Regions from separate parts of the Zea mays genome. Here region 1 is linked to region 2. A link is a contact called in public Hi-C data. All regions are on one chromosome and are shown on one strand. Each heading gives the region's core, a stretch centred on a gene start, on an enhancer-like site or on the middle of the called end of the contact. The rest is flanking DNA. Distances are from core to core; before and after follow the strand shown.

Region 1 (5,795 bases), core at 2,286-4,785, 200 kb before region 2:
AATTTTATAGATATTCGACTCGTTTTTTAGTATTTAATGATGGGTATATGACAATTTATAATTTAGATTATTTGTAATGTTGAATGATGATTCTATATTTCATATTTAGATACTACTGATTCACTATATAATACAATATTATTCATCAAGATACAACTCGTGAGCCGAGCCGGCCCACGATCTGACATCGAGCCGAGTCGAGCCTCCTTGTGCAGCTTATTGAGTGGATGAGCCGAACTCGGTTAGCTAGCGAACCACACCAAACCGAGCTCGACTCGTTACCAGCCCTACCTATTTTAAAGGCATCTAAAGCGTACACCACTCGTGCACGTATTGAGATAATTAAAATGAAGATTAACAGATTAGAGCCATTTAAATTATGATGTACAGGTTGTTTGTCTCTGACATATTGGGTAGGAAATGACTGTACAGGTTATTCGTCTATGTAACATGAAGGTCCATGCGAAATGAATTTACAGTTCATCCATATAGTGAGCAGTGTCCTATGATTGGTATCCACTGCTAGCTTTGCTGATTTAAGGCACGAAGACCCGAAGGGATTTTGAGCAAGAGATTTAACAGTTAACACATTTTATCTTCTTTAATCCCCTTCTAATTGAACAAGTCTGATTGGATGCGTCCACAATTACAGTAACAGTTCAGTTCACTTAATGCTGTGAACTAACAAAGAAAATCATTAAGGACACAATCCAAGAACAGCATTAATAAGAGCAAGGCTTTACATGCCAAGTGCAGTATGAATCAAATTTTCCTCGTACACTTGTTGAGCACTGATAACAAATAAAAGAAACACCAGTCGCATGATTGATCAGATTGTAAAAACCAAGAAAAAGAAGAAAAAAAAAGACGAGAACTCGCAAGAACACATGAAAACGCATTCTTATTGCTAATTACCCTTCCAAAGGTCTCGTCGTCTTGTTGGCATTTCCAGTGGAGCTTGCTGATCGGTCCTCGCCAGTCACCACCTCCTCTGCAACAAGGCCAGCCGGTCGTTCTCGCCGCCGGCAACCTCCAACGAGCGGTCTATGCGACCAACGACGGCCGTCCGGAAGCTGAACGCCTCCTGCGCCCCGGTGCTGCACCCGCGCTGCATGCCCACGACGCCGCTCAGGCTGGCGCGGGAGGAATCCACGAGAACCACCTCGCTGAGCGGCACCCGCTTGCGCGCTCCGCCGCAGCAGCAGGCGAGCTCGGGCCGCTGCTTCGGCGCGCTCTGAGACCGCGCCTTGGCCTCCGACGCCTGCGTGCTCGACATGTAGTTCGGGCACCCGTTAAGCGACGGCGAGTGGCCCGCGACGACGGACTTGGTCGGGGTGGCCGGCGCGTGCGCCTGCAGCAGGCACCGCGGCGTGCTCTGCGCCGTGGCCGGCCGGGCCTTCTCCAGCGCGCACCAGTCGTAGTCCGGGAACTGGCGCGAGGTCGGCACGGCGATGCGCGTCGGCGGCCCGGCGGACAGGTAGCACGGCAGCGGCGAGGACGCGGGGTTGGCGCTGGCGCACCACTCCTCGCCGCAGCAGCTGCCGGCGTCGAGCAGCGGGGCGCTCGAGCGGCGCGAGGACGACCGCGACTTGGGGCGGCCGGGGTCCACCTCCACGATCTTGGGACTCCGGTCGTAGCCGTACGACGAGGACTCCACGCTCGCCGACAGCCGCCGGCTGCTGTGCGCCGCCACCCCGTGCTCGATCCGCGCGTCGTCCGCGCACCGCTCTTGCTGCGCGCCGGACGGGTGTTACGTCAAGAAACAGCGAGGATATGTACGAGAGTGAGCATGTGCGTACGGACGAGTAGAGAATGGCGTGTCCGTACCATCGAGTAGCGCGGGCGGCCGGGCAGGTGGTGGAGGTGCGGGAGGGCGGCGGCGCCGGCTCGTCTCGCGCGCACGGTGGCCTGCGCGCGGACGAGAGCCTGCATGCTCTGCAGCGTGGCGGCCGCCTGCCTGCGCACGAGGTAGCCGCGCACCAGCGCCTGCAGCTTCACGAGCGCCTTGAGCGCGCGCAACGCCTTCTTGGCCTGCGTAGAAGGAACACACCGCGGCAGGGCAGCAACAGAACACTGTTGGATTCGATTCCATCACAGGGTGCGGATAATGAGGAAAGGAAAAAAAAAAGGTTGCCTTGCCGCTTACCAAGAATCCTCGGAACGCCGTCTGGATCCTGACGGCGGCGGCGACGGCGAAGAGCGGCGCGCGTCCCTTGCTGGTGAGGCGCACAACGGCGACTGCCGCCTGCGCCGCCGCCACCGCCGCGTCCGCCGCGGCGGCGGTGGCGGCGGCCACGGCGATGGCGTGCTTGCTCTGGTCCTGGTCCTGGTCCCGGTCCCGGTGCGTCTCGGCGCACGCGGCGGACCTGAGCCACGCGGCCTCGGCGGCGCGCGCGATCGCCGCGTTGCCCGCGCCGGCCGAGACGACCGCGGCCGCCGCCGAGTCCCGCGACGACCTACCGAAGCTCCAGCGCTTGGCGCTTGGCGGCGGAAGCGGAGGAGCCTGGTCGTCCTGCTGCTGCAGCCGCCGCTGGTCCTTGGTGGGCCGCTGCTCTTTCTTGCCCAGGAAGCTGCGGAACCAGCGCGCCGCCTTGCCCATCGCCGGACCTGGCAGTTGGTGGCCTGCTGGCCGAGCGAGAGACGGGACGGGACGGGATACACAGCGGTTTACGGTTAGAGGTGGTGGGGTTTCTTTTGAATAAGAGAGGGAAAACGGGAGGAGAACTGGAGAAGCGTGCGAGAGGCCGCGGGCTGGAAATAAAAAGGAGTAGGGGACCGAGACCGAGACGACGCCACACCACGGCGGCAAGGTGAGCGGCCATCCCCATTAGCATTAGCGGACAAAGCGAAGCATGGAGCTCTCTGTGATCTGTGGTCTCTCTCTCCTCGCCATTAATAAAATTAAAAAAACGGAAACGGATGGCATCATCAAAAATATTATATTACTAGAGTTTGGGAGTAGCGTGAAGAGCGAGAGACGGAGAGAGATTTGTTTGGGGGACTCGAGGTTCGAAAAGGGACAGCGTCAGCCCAAAAAGACGCAAACGAGAAAGGGGTGTGAGAACGAAGAGGAGGACGACCAGTTTGGGAGCAACAGGAGTAGTGGACGTCTAGACCGCCGCATCTTTGGAACCAAGAAGACCAGCATGCCTGACCGCCGGAACAGATCAACAGAGTGCGATCTCAGAGTTGCACAGTCGGAGTACGTGGTGCCCCCGGCAGAACCAAGTTGGGGGGAGGGAGGTAATGCACATGGGACGTACGTACGAGAGGGTAGGGACATACGGCCATGGAATGGGCCAAGGCGTCTACGCGAGCATGATCCTGATGCACAGTACGCGCCGATCCATGCAAGTAGTAGTATAGTTTTCAAAAGACTCGTGATGAGGAGAGGAAGAGCGAGCGAGCGAGCGAGCTTTTGGAAATGAGTGACCACACCGACCCCCGAGATGAACCAAGGGACTCGCCGGCGGCTAGCTAGCTGGTGCGAGCTGAGGAGCCTGCGAAGGGCGGGGCCGCGCGCGTCGGCGGGACATGGACGCGAGATCGATCGGAATCAATCGATCGATCAGCTTTCGATCTCACCACCTCACTCACTGATCACCCACGATGGGTGGTGGCGCTTTCTGAGCTCCATGCTGCATGCGACGACGGGTACGACGACGAGACCACCAGCCTGCGGGCCACTCCCGTGAGCGGCGTATAGCACCTTGACCTGCAGGAGCCACCACCGTACCACTATCACCGCTCCGTGCATGCACGATCGGATCGAATCCGATCCGATCCGAATCCGAGCTAGCCAAGCTGTCGCTGTCGGCTGTCGCAGGGCGTAGCGAGAAAGACGGAGGACCGGATAGGGTATATCTTCCCGTTTTTTTGTATTTTAGAATTTTTTCGAAAACAAATCACGTTTAGGCTCACGAACGAACCCTCTTCTCAGCGCCACAGGCTATAACGTCAATGTAACACTTTTTGGCGTCACATATTGTGAAGCCGAGGTATCAACCATGTTAGCATGGTAGAGCTTAACTAGCCGCCACCGTGTCCCTAAGCTCGACGCCACATATCTTGGCGCCGAGCTCGGAAGTAAACTAGGCAGCCGTTCTCTCTCCCTGCACACCATTCTCCTTCTCCCCGTGCGTCGTTCTCTCTCCCGCCGAGCCGCCCCGCTACCGAAGCGCCCGCCACCGTTTCGCCTCGCAGCCTTGCCACCCAGCGAGGTCGCCCTGTTGCCCAGCCACCCTGCCACCGCGCCCGGCCCTCTGCCGCATCGCCCAGCTCCGGCATGTATTTTTCCAATTTTTATTTTTTAGTTACTTAGTTATAGTTAGTAAGTTAGCAAATTTGTTATAGTTAGTTACTTAGTTATAGTTACTTAGTTAGTTACTTAGCCAATTTGTTATAGTTAGTTATAAGCAAAACAACTTTTAGCAAATTTGTTATAGTTAGTTACCTAGTTATAGTGAGTTAGTATAATTACTTGTTGGTGAGTGTGAATTATAACCATCGTGTTGTTGTTTCTTTACACCCCCACCGTATAGGGGAGGTGTTGCCGAAATTTATAGTGAGACTACTATGTTTTTTTGTAGATAGGAATCCGTCCGAATCGACGTTCTCTACCGGTAGCTTGACTCATCTGTGATCTCATATATACCTTTTTTCTTACATTATTCATAGATTATGTAATTTTGTTTAATGTGGTCATTTAATAGTTAGTATATAGTTATTAGTCAATAAGTAGTTATTACTTAACTATTACTTATTCAGTATCTAGGAATTAGTACGTTAGTAGATGAGGTTAGTAATTAGTTAGGCATTAGTTTGATAGTGTTAGTTAGTGTCGGGGACCATAATTAGGGGTACCCTTAAGGCTCCTAAATCTCAGCTGGTAACCCCCATCAGCACAAAGCTGCAAAGGCCTGATGGGTGCAATTAAGTCAAGGATCGGTCCATTCAAGGGACGCGATCACACCTCGCCCGAGCCCAGCCTCGGGCAAGGGCAGCCGACCCCGGAGGGTTTACGTCTCGCCCGAGGACCCCCTACGGCAACGAACGCACCTTCGGCTCGCCCGAGGCCCAGTCTTCACCAAGAAGCAACCTTGGCCAAATCGCCACGCCAACCGACCAAATCGCAGGGGCATTTAATGCAAAGGTGGTCTGACACCTTTATCCTGACGCGCGTCCTCCAAGTTGACAGAGCCGAAGTGACCGTAGTCACTTCGCCGCTCCACTGACCAGCCTGACAAGAGGACAACGCCGCCTGCGCCGCTCCGACTGCTGTGCCACACGACAGAGTGAGGCTGACAGCAGCCAAGCCCGGCCCCAGGCGCCATAGGAAACTCCGCTTCGCCCGACCCTAGGGCTCGGACTCGGGCTCAGCCCCAGAAGACGACGAACTCCGCTTCGCCCGACCCCAGGGCTCGGACTCGGGCTCAGCCCCGGAAGACGACGAACTCCGCTTCGCCCGACCCCAGGGCTCGGACTCGGGCTCAGCCCCGGAAGACGACGAACTCCGCTTCGCCCGACCCTAGGGCTCGGACTCGGGCTCAGCCCCGGAAGACGACGAACTCCGCTTCGCCCGACCCTAGGGCTCGGACTCGGGCTCAGCCCCGGAAGACGACGAACTCCGCTTCGCCCGACCCCAGGGCTCGGACTCAGCCCTGGCCTCAGCCGACGGTCTCCGCCTCGCCCGACCCAGGGGCTCGGACTCGACCTCGGCCTTGGAAGACAGACTCGACCTCGACCTCGAAGGAGCCTCCACCTCGCCCAACCTAGGGCTCGGACCGACCACGTCA
Region 2 (5,048 bases), core at 614-3,113:
CATGAATACCTATTTAAATAGCATGAAGTATGCTATAGAAGAATCACTTAGGGGGTGTTTGAGAGTGAAGTTTTTTCAAAGTTTTGGAAGAATACTGCAGTATTCTCAAAAACTGTAGTATTATATATCAAAATGTGTTTGGCAAGCCAGCTAAAATCTCTGTTTTCAAAACTAAAGTATTACAAATGCTGCAGCTCTTTTGAATTATTCTAAACTTAGGTTTATACCTCAGTTTTCTCTGTAAAACGCAGCGCGCGCATCTCTCCCGCGTGCAAAAAAATACTTTGTTTCCACACATCTATGTATTCAATACTGTGGTATTCTAAAACTGTAGTAGTTTAAACTGTGGTATTGTCATGACTAAAGTATATTGTAGTATTTCAAAAACCGTGGTTTCCAAAAACTTTGTTCCCAAACAGGGCCTTATATTGTGCGAATACTTAGAGATAATTGTAAAATATCTCGTTTGTAGTACAAGAGAATACCAATATATACTGTAGATCATCACACGTATACTACATAAACAATTCAATACAAACTGTAGAACATCTCACGGGTATTATAAAAACATTGCACAACATAATATCTGTGAAACATTAATACTTTTTTAGAAAGAATACAATATAAACCAATCAAACGCACCACAAGAACAAGAACAAGATAATGAATCACCTCTTATTTAATAGATACAATATGTAATATCAGTACGGAATATTATTGAGTAATAAATAAATCAGAAAAGTTTCAACCGAATAGCACCATAACATCATAAGACCATTCCCATTAATAAAACGTCTATTAAATGTTGCAAAAATTTGAAATCAAAACAAACATAGAGAAAATGAAAAAACAAGAATAGAGAATAATACATGTAGCATACGAGATAAAGAAAAAATATTAATAGATGAAAACATAAAAAGGAAGAATGAAGAAGATGAAAATCTAAAGAAAAAAGAAGAGAAAACATAAAAACGGAAAGAGAAAAAAAAATGTTCTTGGACAACGACGCATCCTTTGTGGATGATGGCTGGACTCGAGGACGTAGCTCAAGTCCTAATGTCCTATACATACCAGTCTAAATAACGGTTCGCTTTCTGAGATGATAAAAGGGCCCACTAAAGAAAAGCCCACCTAATAAAACCAACGCATGCGAGCAAGGGTCGGCACCGTACTCGCCGCCGAGAGGTCGGACGCGAAGATTTGCGGGCTGTAACTCATGGGCTTTTTCTTTTTGTTTCCATGGGTAAGTTGGATTGTGTGCTTACTTTTGTTAAGTAACCCTAGTTAGGGTTATGTGGGCAAATATCTGTTTTATCCCTAAGTAGTCTCATATCTCTATATAAGCAACATGTACACCCCTTCATATGACAGAGAAGAGAAAGAGGCCAAAGGCCCAACCCTACATCGTGTCTCGTGTGTTTCCTCTGTCATGCTTCTGTGAAGGGATACAAGTCTTCCACTACTTCTCGCGCCTAATCTGCTGACGGGAGGAAAGGGTGCGGATCTGGTGATCCGTGGTAACGTAGTTCTCAACACGTTATCAGCACGCTCTACCTCGACGTTGTTGTGGATCTGATCGGCACCGACTCTCCACCACGCCGGCAGGTCCTCCGGCCTTGCCGAACTGTCCTACGCGACAGGTTTCGATTCCTCTACGTAATCAAGCGGTATGAGATGTTGTTGATATGTTCGTTGAAAAAGAATCTAGCACCCCTGTGACCGCTCACCCGCGCACTCGTACACGTCGTCGTGGCCGTCGAGGCTGCGTAGGGACGCCTCGAGGAACCGTGTAGCGTGGCGGACCCGACGCCGACCTTGGCCTCCACCACCGGTGGTGCTGGTGTTGTGGACCCTGGCGGTGAGCTCCTCGACCTTCTTGGGCCACACCTTAGATAGCAGCGTCAGGATGTTGGTCGCCGCATGGCCACCCACGACCTGCACGCCCGCGCCTACGCCAGCAGCGCTTGCACCGAAACCCCGCCTCACTGGAAACTCTCGCACCATGCCAGAAGAATTGCACCGGGGCGAGCTAGAGATGGCAATGGGTACCCGCTACCCGAAACCCGGTGGGTTTTTGCTCTATTAGGGTATGGGTTTGGGTCAATTTCTCTACCCATGGGTTTGTTAATGGGTTCAAATCGAAACCCAACGGGTACGTGGGCATGGGTTTGTTCTTCCACTACCCATACCCGCAAACCCATGGGTTTTTAAAACCCGCCTTAAAATCAACACTCCTTATAAATATGTCTCATAATATTATTAATTGAATATGTTCTAATTGAAATAAACTTCATGTAACAAATTTTAGGCTAAAATTAGTTATCACTTGTTCCTTTTATGCTAGCTTATTAATGTATTGATTGTTATTTACATGATGAATTATTTTTTATGTTGATGTTAGTGGGTATGGGAAACCCGTTGGGTACCCGAAACCCACATGGGTACGGGTTTGGGCAAAATTTTATACCCGTCATGGGTATGGGTTTTTTAGCGGGCGTATTTTTTCTTCGCGGGTACGGGTTTGGGCAAGTAATACCCAGCGGGTTTTTACCCATTGCCATCTCTAGGCCGAGCTGTCTAAGACTGCGCTAGGGGCGACGTGCGAGAGAGGAAAGGCAGGGGTGGCCGTCTGACCCGGTCCAGCACGCCACATGTAGCCGTTCCACCATGCAATAGCGGCATACGGTGCGGCCTGCAAGGTCCGAGTCTGCCGCAAGTAGGGATGAAAACGGGTCGGGTACCCGGACCGGGTACCGGATACGGATACTAATTCGGGACGTTTTTTCGGATACGGATACGGGTAATTTTATATCCGGGACGGATACGGGTACTACCCGGATAGAATCGTCTCGGATACGGGACGGATACGGGACGAGCAGTACCCGGTAAATACCCGACAGCCTCGGGCGGATACGGGTACCCGGCTACCGGGTACCCGGTAATATTTAGCCTAATAAACAATTAATGAATTAAACATAAACAGGCCCAAGCGGCCAGCCCAATCACTTTGGCGTTTGGCCTGTGGCCTCCAAGCCGAGCGCCGTGTCGCTGCTACCCTGGGACCTGGGTCCTGGCCACCTGCGTTGGCTTCCATCGTCCAGCCGCCAGACGCCGTCACCGCGGCTGCGCGACACAGCCTCACGCCAGATCGAGCGGGCGAGCCCGAGCTCCCATCCGGCGATCCCCGACTCCCCGTCGTCCGTCCGCCCGAGGCCCGAGCTCGTCGCGCCGCTGGACGGACCACGGACGGGCGAGCTCGGTCAGCTCCCTGCTCACCGCGCCGCCGCTGGACGGACCACGGACGGGCGCCGCTCGGTCACCTCGCTCCCTGCTCACCGCGCCGCGTCCGCCCGAGCTCTCACCGGCCACCGCGCTCCCTGCTCCCAGGTATCGCTCCCTGCTCCCAGCCCCTCCCTGCTCCTAGGTCTCGCTCCCTGCTCTCAGCCACCTCGCTCCCTGCTCCCAGGTGCCAGCCACCGAGCCGGGCAGCCGACCGCACCGCGCCGCCGCCAGACCGAGCGCCGTCCGAGCGCCGTCAACCCTAGCTCCAGTCCACTGCTCTAGGCGCCGTCGACCCTGCGTCCAAGAATGCAGCAGCCTCACGCCGGCGCATCAGGTCCCAACAGCGGGCACTCCTCGGCGGCCACCATCGTCGGCTCGTCGGCGGGGGCTCGTCAGCAGCAGCAAGAGGCAACTCACGCCCGAACACTCGATCCGTGGCCCCGTCGTGCAGCTCGGTAATGTTGTTGCTTTACCAACGATGACAGTCCACTTAGTATGGTTTACAACTATTAGTAACTTTGCTCATATTATTGTGATGGATAATGACAGCGCCATGGATGTCGATGATATTTGTGACAACAATGTGTCCCATGAAGATGAAATACATGGTAGTAGGGAGGATGTTAATGGTAACAACAGTGAACACATGGTGGAGGACCATGTTCCTGCACCTAGTGAGGTGAATGTCCTGTGCCAACAAGTTAGTCGTGGAAAAAACAAGTCCATAGATGGAGACCATCGTGTAGTGAAACGACAACTAACAACCAAGTCAACCAATACCCCAACAAGCAAGTTTATGGCATCTTCATTTAAAGCCGCAAGGTCACACCAGAGCATGGATTTAGTGCCACAATTGGCTAAAGGTGTCCTATTTGACTTTATTTGTTTCATTTTTATGTGACTACAAACGTATATTAACATGTGTCCTTTTTGACTTTATTTGTTTTGTTATAGTTGCACAAGATGGAAGTGCGAGCGCAAATGAAAATGCAAGCGTAGCTGCAAGTGTCCAAATAAGCACTGAAGATGAATTGGATGAAGAACAAGTCAAGAAAAAGAAGCTCACTTCATGGGTTTGGGAGCATTTCACAAGGTATGATGTAGAAGTGGAGCAAACTGATGGTTCCATTGTTAAGCAAAAATGGGCAAAATGCAAAAAATGTGCACATAAAGCTAAGGCTGATAGTTCAAATGGCACAAAGGCTTTTAGTAACCATTTAAAGCTGAGGCATAAGATTTTGAAGGGTCAACAACACCTAACTCAGAATGGCGATACTATATCAACATATAAATATGATGAGAATTTTAGTGTGAGACTGCTATATTATGCAATCATCATGCATGAGTATCCTTTCAGTATTACCCAACACAAGTACTTGATGAAATTTATCAAATCACTGCGACCATCATTTCCTTTGAAGTCACGTGTCACTGCTCGTAAAGAGATCATGGATCTTTATATTGAGGAAAAGAATATGTTGTATGCACAATTCAAAAAGTTGTCCTGTCGTGTTAGTTTCACTATGGATACATGGACATCTATTCAGAACAAGTCATATTTGTGTGTCACTGCACATTGGATTGATGATAATTGGAACATGCAAAAAAGGATTATTAATTTTATGCATGTAGAAGGCCACCATAGTGGGATAAAATTGGGTGATGCTTTTTTTGCTAATGTGTTGAATTGGAACCTTGATAAGAAAATGTTTGCTCTTTCTTTGGATAATGCTGCTTCAAACAAGGTTGCTGTTGATATAGTGATT

Evidence for each region. Hi-C and Micro-C count contacts between places; a contact is called where the count stands out from the background.
Region 1: a Hi-C map of ear shows a contact between it and region 2, with 4 times the contacts expected there. The contact joins the promoter of LOC103635692 here to the enhancer-like site in region 2. A contact is called at or near these places in 3 of 25 Hi-C or Micro-C datasets (ear, leaf and tassel).

What each region holds. Positions count from the first base shown.
Region 1 is chr8:111,122,798-111,128,592 of Zm-B73-REFERENCE-NAM-5.0, reverse strand. It overlaps LOC103635692 (IQ-domain 25), which reads right to left and starts at 3,535. Exons shown (of 3, transcript XM_008658083.3): 1 at 2,147-3,535; 2 at 1,828-2,031; 3 at 575-1,732. The coding sequence starts at 2,599. The coding sequence ends at 980.
Region 2 is chr8:110,922,841-110,927,888 of Zm-B73-REFERENCE-NAM-5.0, reverse strand. No RefSeq gene overlaps it. Among protein-coding and RNA genes, the nearest start is that of LOC111590001, 35 kb to the right of the region's middle. Within about 2 kb of position 1,863, at least 17 of the 20 cell types and tissues checked have an H3K27ac peak or open chromatin away from gene starts, as enhancers often do. A contact at or near this core is called in ear, leaf and tassel, where this site is marked.